2 separate regions of the Hordeum vulgare genome follow, and region 1 is linked to region 2. Evidence: chromatin contacts called from public Hi-C data. All regions are on one chromosome and are shown on one strand. The core of a region is the stretch at or near the end of the contact, and the rest is flanking DNA. Distances in the headings are between cores, read along the strand shown. Region 1 holds the start of LOC123452208. Region 2 holds the start of LOC123452205.

Evidence for each region. Hi-C and Micro-C count contacts between places; a contact is called where the count stands out from the background.
Region 1: a contact with region 2 is called in a Hi-C map of seedling, with 2.8 times the contacts expected there. The contact joins the promoter of LOC123452208 here to the promoter of LOC123452205 in region 2. A contact is called at or near these places in 1 of 6 Hi-C or Micro-C datasets (seedling) and 1 of 1 datasets of contacts at active chromatin or transcription factors (embryo).

What each region holds. Positions count from the first base shown.
Region 1 is chr5H:526,291,413-526,296,383 of MorexV3_pseudomolecules_assembly, reverse strand. It overlaps LOC123452208, which reads right to left and starts at 2,434. Exons shown (of 10, transcript XM_045128819.1): 1 at 2,278-2,434; 2 at 2,051-2,110; 3 at 1,916-1,955; 4 at 537-715. The coding sequence starts at 2,325. LOC123452207 reads left to right here and starts at 722. Exons shown (of 6, transcript XM_045128818.1): 1 at 722-1,279. The coding sequence starts at 1,259.
Region 2 is chr5H:526,129,342-526,134,114 of MorexV3_pseudomolecules_assembly, reverse strand. It overlaps LOC123452205, which reads left to right and starts at 1,338. Exons shown (of 7, transcript XM_045128816.1): 1 at 1,338-2,253; 2 at 2,331-2,567; 3 at 3,516-3,730; 4 at 3,878-4,053. The coding sequence starts at 1,873.

The sequences.
Region 1 (4,971 bases), core at 1,185-3,684, 160 kb before region 2:
AAGCAAGCAATTATGGTGAGACCAAGACAACAGCTTCGGTTGACAATATAAGTAATATGTGATTTAAGATACCATGATCACTAAAATGAGCTATACATATTCGCAATGAGTGTATTATTACTAGTTTGACAAGATAAAACTGCAGCTACCCCTTTTTTAACTCAACAAAGACCTTAAAGCCAACATAGGCAGATAGGATAAACAAATTCATACTTAAACGTAACTTTAATGTTAATGCATCCTATTACCACCAAGAATTTATCTCATCATTACTTCCGAAGGACTAAAATTCAATGTCTGCAGCCAAGGACAATTGGTAACTACACAGCTAGTAACACAAACAAGTGACAGAATTCTATTTTGGAAACAAAGGATTTGTAAACTTTTAATGATGAGGAGAAATAATGATGTAATTGACATGAGCAACCTATGGCATTGCATGGTAAGTATAGAGACAACTCAGAGCTAAGCTGAAAAATAGAAGATGATGCTAAGACATAAACAACGTAATGACTGCACAGAAAAAATATACTAACAGGCAGTATCCTCCCAGGAAACGGCGCAGAAATCCCCACATATCCATCATCAGGGCCAGGATTGAAGAAAACAGTGCTGGTTATACTTTTTCCAAATATCCACTGCCACACGCCTCCGTCGTTTTCAGGCAAGTAATTGTTGTCCATCTGAATGTTCCCGGACATGTAACACATTGTACCTAAAAAGGTAAAAAGTACAGCAATCAATATTCAAAATATCGTGATATTTAAATTACTGCTGCACGGCACCCTTCCGAACCAAATACCCCCTATTAGGCCCATTAACTGGGCCCGCTGATTTATCGGTCTGATAGCCAATAAAAGGCCGAATTATCGGATGGGCTGGCTAACTGCCAGAGGAGGCATAGCTCATTTTGCCCACAAAATATAGCCTGGTTCCAACCCTTCTCCCAGCCGCACATATCCCTCCCTTCTCCCGTTCTAGGGTTAGGGCTTCCGCTCCTTCTCTAGAGGAGCCGCCGCCGCCACCACCTCCGCCCCAAGCAGCCGCCAGCAACATCAACCAGCCAGCGCCTCCCCTCCTCCAAGGAGCCTCCCTCATCCGCTCACCTCCCGTCATCCAGCAACGAGGAGCATCCAGTGCCCCCGCCCCCGAGCTTGCCGTCTCCTCACCGACCAGCCGACGGCGCCGTCCTCAAGATTGCTTCCCCAAGCTTGCTACTTCTTCCTGCTTCCTCGCCTACTCCGCCCGTCCTCTGTCCATGGCTTCCTCAAACATCAAGGTAATCTCCCCTCTCCTATGTGATCTGTGAAGATTCATGATGTGTATGTAACTATGTAGCCCAGGATCGCATATTCAGACATTTAGTACATAGTATGTTGCCATGTAGCCTAGTAGGATATATCAATACGACCCTAGTTAATCTAGCGAGAAATGGGTTATCGATAATTCAGTTAATAGGCCGATTCGCCGATTAATCCCTACTCAGCAGCGGACCAAGCAGCTAGCAGTTCCCCAAATCCTGAACATTGACAGCAATGAGAGAAAAAAGGTACACGCAAACAACCTATATGAGTGTCGCATCATACATAGAAAGAAAATAAGTGACATGATAAGCACCTTGCAGTAACAACTATCAACACACGGCTGATGCACAATGATTTTTCAAGGTGCTATTGAACAAAACCGAAGTGGGCATGCCAAATAGGTATACAAAACATTAAAATCGTTTTAGGAATAATATACAGTTGAAACTGTGGGTGACACTTTTTAACAATTTCTGCCAAGTGCCACATGAATACCAGGCTAGCAGACCCGAGTAACTAAAAATGTATTCGGCATGTCACTCAAACTATACTTGTTAAGCTTGCAACCTGCAAATTTCAGCCGCAGAACAGAAACGAGTGGGTTGAATTACCTGGTTTCGCCGTCAACTTGTCCTGCGACTTCACCATCACCTTAAAACCATTTTCCCATCAGTAATTAGAAATGAAGACAACTGAATTCATCTGAATATAGAACAGGCGAGCGAGAATTAGGCACCGGAAACTACCTGCAGGACCTGCACATCCCCACCGGATATCTGAAACGCCGTCACAGATCCCTGCTGGCTCTGCAAAAAGGGGAACCACGCAATTCAAACAGGATCAGATCATGAGAGGGGGTCCAATCGGGAGCAGAGCGCCACGGATCATGCGGATCCAGCCCCCACGACCTCGAATCCAGACCTAGCATCTACGCGGGGACGACAAACGTGCGAGACATGGGAGCAGCACCGACCTGGTAGACGTAGGGTTGGAAGGGGGTGGAGAAGAAGGGCGCGGCCATGGCGGCGGGCCGGAGCTCTGTGGAAGCTTCTAGAAGCGATCAGTGGGAGCCGACTCGGAGCGTCGTCTTCGGGATCGGGGGAGTTGCCATTTGAGGGGTTGCTTCGTGCTGAGCTTTAATTGCGAGAGATTTTATTTATTTTGTGGTTTCGTACGTGGGTTCATCTGTGCCGTCGGTTGCGCGCCGATCGGCCGTCGATGCGCGAGAGGCCACGTAGACCTTCTGCGCGCGTGGCGCTGTCCAATAGTTTGCCGTGGCTTGGGATGATGTGTCCTTGGCTGCAGACACTGACACTACCTGCCTGCGTGGCAGTGTCCACGTATACGTACAAGTGGGATTGAAACTACCACGAGGCGTTTGGTTACTTGAATTTTTTTTAGCACTTTGCATATTTTTTTTAACAGAGTACATTCGAAGTCGCTCACATACATGAGCGTACACCCACCCCTATAAACGCACGCACGCACACCTTATCCCTATGAGCACCTTCGAGAGGCTAAGCCGGCACATAATCTTGAGATTGACGAAGCCGCCACTGACGCCTTCATTATCGACGGGAACGTCTCCTCCCACTGAAAGTACATCGCCGGAAGACCTAAAATAAATCCAGAAAAATGCAAGCACCAATGTCAAGTCTGGGACTTGAACTCTGGTGGGCAGGGGATACCACAGCCTCCTAACCATCCAACCACGGATTGGTTTGCAGCACTTTGCATACTTGTCTTTTTTGAGTCCGATTAAGCTAATGCACGCATAAAAACATCATCTGTACTTAGTTTGATTGCTTGCATATAGATTGTCTGCATTAGAGAAGGATTTTTTTCTTGCCATTTGGTTTTGTGCATTGGCTTGGCAGATGCAAGTGACCTGTGTTTGGTTGGATGACAATGTGATTAAGAGTTAACACATACATATGAGAGAGTGAGTTACAATAGAGTTCTTAATAGTGTGCTCGCGATGGCGGACTTGGCGTTGACCCTATCGACGTGGATGAAGTTGTCGACCGTCTTCATGACGGCTAAGACGATCGCGCTCCGGTCGTTGACTTGCAATCAAGCTGCACAATGCGTCCAAAACACAAGGTCTTTATGAACGACAGTCCCGACAAACTCTCGAGTTACACAAAGGCATACGCGAGCGCCGCCCCTCCCTCGACGTCGACCTCCAATCCAAAATCATCCCCCCTAATCCAACACAGAGGGTTCTCTGCATGACCTCACGCTTCATTCGGTACAAAGATAGAGCGCCCGACTCACGGTGCCGACACGCCGCTGCATGGCCCCCGCCCACCGCCTCGCAGCGTAGCCCTACTTACGCTCCCGCCTCCGTTGGACTGATGCGCGGCCGTTGCGTCAGGTCGGAAGTTCGCCCCTGTCGGCTCCTCCGATGCACCGCCACGGACACCTGCTGATCGAGCTCGCCCACGCGTTCCACTCTCATCGTGTTGTTGCTCCAAGAGGTGATGGACTTTCCCAGCACCTGTTCCGAGCGCATATGCCTCCCATTCGAGCAGTCGCTTCTCCTCGCGTCGCGCCGGTCGACGAGCCGTTGGGACACATCATCATTCCCGGCTCGCCCCCTCCTCTCGTTCCCCTCTCTCTCCCATGCTTCTTCTCCCTCTACTCCTCTATGATCTTCCCCTTTTCTTCTATGTTCATAGCCACACAGGATGCCATGACCACTCCGGAAGGTCACCTCGTCGTCTACGGTTGACAAAACTATGAACCAATCACGTGAATGGAACCATGACATTGATGTGCATCTTTTTTGTATAGACCTTATCTCGAATTGAAGTACTGTTGTGTAGATTAAAGGGACAAAAAATAAGATTAGGGAGGAGTTTAGTGGAGGTAGGAGAAGAAACCATGTACAAAGCTCGCATCCCTCATGTATTCTCTCGTGCAAGGAGACCCACCACGTGCGCTCGATGTGGCTCGATCCAGCATGGTTCGCTGGAAACTATCAATTTGATCGTTCCTAAAGGGACTGGCTCGGGAGTGCTTTAAGTTCCGTGAGGGCCAACATTTGTATGCGATGCAGCCAACCAAATGGGCCAAATTCTTCCCTCGTGGGCCTGGTTGGGGTAGATGCACGCAACCAGACATTCTACTAGTGTGTTCTACTCGAATATAGAACTCTCAAACGATTTTAACCCTATACTTTTAAAAAGAGTGGAAATATATGAGACATCTCAAGATAATACACATTGATGAAATAATATACAAGTACATGAAAAGAAAGACAATAAAACCGGGACCCCTCCAGTCCTACCAGGCCACCACCACTTGCTCTACATTTGCGGCAGCACGTAGCAAGATCCAGATCCCCCTTGGCTTCCCCCCTTCATCCGCCCCTCGAGATGCTTCATATGGTCAATCACGACACAAAATCTAATGGAGCGAAACGCGAGCGAGCTGCCTCCGCCACCTTCTTCCCCGCGTCGCCTGCTCCTCGTCCACCTGGCATCGCCCAAGAGTTTCCACACATATTCCGGTTCGTCAATATCTAGATTTGGTAGTCTTGTGCACAATTGCTTTGTCATTCGTTCTTATGTGGAAAAGTCTGGTTTGCCATTTAGTTTGTTTTTCTTCGGTGCTAAATGCAATATCTAGGGAAATTGAATGGTAAAAATATATGATTTTTAAA
Region 2 (4,773 bases), core at 89-2,588:
ATTTTAGAGCCACAACCACACTGTCGAAGCGAGCATTCCTCATGGAGTCTTCCACGTTCACTGCCCCATGAATTGCTTTCTTTTGCCATGGTCCCCCCTCCGGTGGTATCATTCCCAATCATTTTAACATATTGACGCACCACACATTTCTTCATTTTTATTGAGCACCCTTATTTGTGTGACCAATAATCGCTCTCATCCAACGTTTTAACACATCTAGGCATTCACCCTAAGTTATTGCCGTACAACCATCCCATCTTCACTAGCAGTAACTTCTTGAACTTCTCCTATTGCTTCTCCTCATCCACTTATTCACAATCAATAGATGTAGGTCCAGAATTCACAACCAAATTGGTATACATGAAAACTCGTACTTCTCAATGGTTTTGGTAGCATCAAAATCCCCCATCACAAGTAGATCATCGTCGAACTTCTAAGGGCCCTCCTCCGATGCTTTGTGTTTCCCGAAAGGCTTGATAGAATGTCAAGAAGACATTCTCATCGAGATATTTGAAGTTAGGGGCACTAGATCTTGCAAATTGTATTGATCAATCCTTCAACATTGGCTTTATAGAGATCAGTTTCCACATCGCGCGAGGTTTCATTGTCACAACCTTACTAGCGATCTTCAACTTGTTTTCTTGGATCTAACAACTGCACTTTCTTCATCAGGCCTTCCACTCCCTCCATCACTGACATTAAGGCAACACTAGACAACCAAACAAGGTAAACAATTGTATGAAAATTGAGATTATGTGAAGGGATTTTCATGGTAGGGGAACGTGGGATCCCGACCTCTCCGTCACAAACTCTAAACTAGGATGTTGAAGTGGAGATAAGAAAAATGGGGGTATACAGATCACACAGAATAACACATCACAAGAACATGTGCCACAAGGAAGAATCAACAATCAAGAGCGAGATTAAAACCCTATCAAAAGGTTAGGTAGCCCCGATCATGTCACTACTGCTTTTGTTGGTTGAGAAGGTTTTCATTACTGCCATCACTTTGAAGCCAAGGACATGTGCCATCTTCGTCCTATGTAGGTTGCAGGTAAGAAATACCAGATATGATGGTTGTTGAGTGTGGACGATGGAGAAAGAAAGAAGATAGACATCAAGTGATCTCTGAGGTTTTTCGATGACCTCATTGCTATAGAGATAATATAAGATCTATATAATTAATGTTTTCAAATCGAGTAACAAGAGACAATCATGGGTTGTCACCCACCTAACATACTACTACTACATCACATACGGTTAGACCCTAGGCCCTAGAGTATTCTACGGGGGCGTTTACATACGGCGTCTACATACATGCCCTAGCACACTCTCTCAATCTCAACGTGTCTCTCGGTCTCGGTTCGATTGCAGTTATCAGTGTCTGTCCTCTCCCCCTCCTCGCCGTCCCCGTTCCCCTCGTTCTTCAGGCTCCTCCCCTCTCCTCTCCCCTCCCCTCCCCTCCCCATCGCTGGTAAGATCACGCGAGGAGCAAATCTCATACCCTATCCATCCCGAGGCCCGGCAGATCTCTCCCCGCTAGCCGCCCACCGCCGCGCCCTACATCCGCCTCCCGCCGCCCGCCTCAATTCCGCCCGCCGACCGCCGACCGCCTCAGCCCCGCCCGCCCTCGCCGTCCCCGTTCCGTCCAGTTCTTCCTCGTCGGCGCATCGCGTTCCTGCCTTCTCCCTCCACCCCGTACCGCCGTCCTTGTTTTCATTCGTTTCGATGTGTGGGGTTTGATTTTATCCGGCGACTGGTTAAGTCCCGCTGAACCTCACGACCTCTGGGTGTGCCGCCGCGCACGCCCGGAACGCCGTCTAGATCCGCCCCTGGTGCCAGGGGTCGTCGGAGGGGTTTGGACCTGGGGAGATGACCAGTATCTCCACGAACCAGTTCGGCTCCGGCGGCAGCAATGGAGGGTCTGCCTCCAGGCCGCACGGCAGGGATATTGTGGTTTGGACCGAAGAGATGAATGAGTATCTCATCGACTCGCTCCTGCACCAGCAGGATATCGGGAAAAGGAGCGCCGAGGGCAGGTTCATGACCGTCGCTTATGAGAGCGTCATCACCGGGGTCGGCGAGAGGTTCGGGGTGGGGATCGACAGGTCCAACATCAAGAACCGTCTCAAGCATGTCAAGGACATGTTCCATGAATGCGAGAACCTTTTCGACAAGGAGAGCGGGATTAAATGGAACCCGGCAACCCGGAGGTTCCACGCCGACCCTCAAGTCTGGAGGGAATTGATTGAGGTCTGTGTGCCACTGATCAAGCATATATATATGTGTGTTGCCAAGCTGATATAATTTCTTTTGCTTTGATCTTGTAGAAAAAACCAGAAGCCAAGAAATGGATGACGAAGACCATTGACCATTACGATAGGTTATTGGAGTTATTTGGTAAGGATAGGGAGAGACGACCTGCTTTTGAGAACTCGAAAGGTCCTTCGAAAAAAAAGGCGCGAATAGAACCACCAAAGGATAGACCTCAACGTCAACAGACGTCATCAAATGGCTTTGAGTTAGCGATCGTCCAAAGTTCAAATCAAGTAATGGATAAAAATGAGGTATCGATCCCTGAAGCTGAACAGTTGTCAACCAAATAGTGCATGTTATTTTGTTATGGTTGCTGATCAAAGTAAGCTTAGCATGGTGTTGGTTTCAGTGCCTAACTTTAGGTTATCACTTTCTTAGGCAAACCACCAATGTTTGTTTCATCGCTAGGTTTGTGGTCTACCATGTTTCCTTAGGGCTATTGTCACAATTGTGTGACGTGTGATTTGGTTGCCGTAGTTAATATGGCAAGCCATGATTTGCCAAACAACAAATGTGTCAATGTTGGCTAGGACTAAGCAGGACTTGAATCAGGGTCTTTTGCTTACTGGATGCGTATGGGAATATCAGAACATGGATAAATGGAAGCGCACTAAGTTATGCCTTTTAGCTTTATGGTGTGACTTCTCTCATAATCTACACATTCTTGTGCCATTCTGGTACAGTTGCCTGCTTGTACAATAAGTTGTTAATTTGTGAACCTATTCACTCGGGCAAGGTAGCTATTTGAATCGGCCTGTTTGTGTTTCTATATTTGAATATACTTGGTAATTAAGATATTCTCCCATGGCACTTTCTACTTGTGAATGAATTCGCCCTCTACCCCTAGAAATGAAATTTTACCAGTATTGTTCAGCAGAGTGATACACTTACATAACCTTAAGGCCCTGAATAACAACTTACTTGCTTCCATTATATTTGTATTAATCTTAATGGAGTGAGTGTTATAATATATCTCTGCTTTATATGGGGAAAAGTGTATTAAGAAATCTGAACCAGGGTAACTGTGTCCTAGTGGTAAATGAAATAAAACTTCCTTTTCTCAACAGCAACGTATGAATTTCAAGCATTTTCTTAACATGATTTCTTGGAAAACGTAATATTGGGAAAGTTCTATCTTAATATCTCCCGAGTTAAGTAGAATTTGAGCTGTGCATTGATTAGATTCTTGTTCCTTTCAGCTACCTGATGATGTGGTAGAAGAAAATAACTTTATTGGGGAACTCGATTTATCAGAATTGTGCAAAAGTGAGAATGGCCTTGTTGCCATACCTGTTCATGCTAATGCATATGGCAAGGGTTTGCCCTATGCTCCTGAAAATTGGCCATCTCCTGGAGATCAGTGGCAGTGGAAAGTGGGGAACAGAATTGCTGCAGGTGGTCACTGGATTGACAGGTAAATGCTTTTGTCAAGGCCTTAATAGGTTAGATCCAAATTTCAGTAGTCTTGCCCAAGCAAAAAATGCAGAAATTCGTAGAGAGGGTTAATTTCTCAATTTAGCTTTAGCATATTGACTTATGTTGTGGATTTGACTTTGTACAGATATCTTGCCCCGCCCTCGCGTTTTCGTGATGCTACTGGTAAAAAGACATCATTCACAAGTAGAATAAAAGTTGGAGAGTTTATCAAGAGCAACTTTCCAGATGTTGAACCTAGCACATTTTTCTCTATGTTCATATGGAAGATTCCTGCTACTGCAGGAGGCGGGATTCAAAGAGGTTAGACCTTAAAACCACTGTAGCGTGTAGCATCTAATGAGTAATGGGTGCTTCTGTAAACCAATGCATATGATTTTTGACCTCTCCAGAGCCATTTCTTCTATGCCGGTCCTTTTTTTTCTATGTTTGGCCACCCTTGTGACTTTTTTTTGGAAGAAATTTAACTTGGTAGCACTAGTTACTATACATACCTGGGGTGTGAGGTTCTTTTATTCTCTTTTCTTGTATCTACTAAATAACTTCCTTGAATGTACACAGTATTCACCTCGGTTCTTGTATGTCAGTATTAGCTTTTATTTTATATCTTTATGTTTTCGGTGGTTTTGTTTCATAAGTGAAGCCTGTTGTTTTCCTGCAAGAGTATACGGTTCTGTTACAACTAGCACGTTGCAGCAGCTCCATACTATGCATGTCCATTCCATACTTCTATGCTTCATTGAATCTTCACCATTGACTTTGTCATTTACCACTTAGTAGACGTCTTACTGATAAGATAATCCATTGACACGACATTTCACTGTATATAAAGGATAACAACATGAGTCGGCAACATTACCTATGGAATTACATGGGAAATAATGAAGATAATGAGTATGAGGGTCGCGTGACGTGTTGTTACGCATTCCACATCTGCAATTGCTATTATGCATTGAATCTTCTTTTTACAATTATGTCTATTGTGCAGCCTAATAGCTGTACCCATATAAATTTTGAAAACGG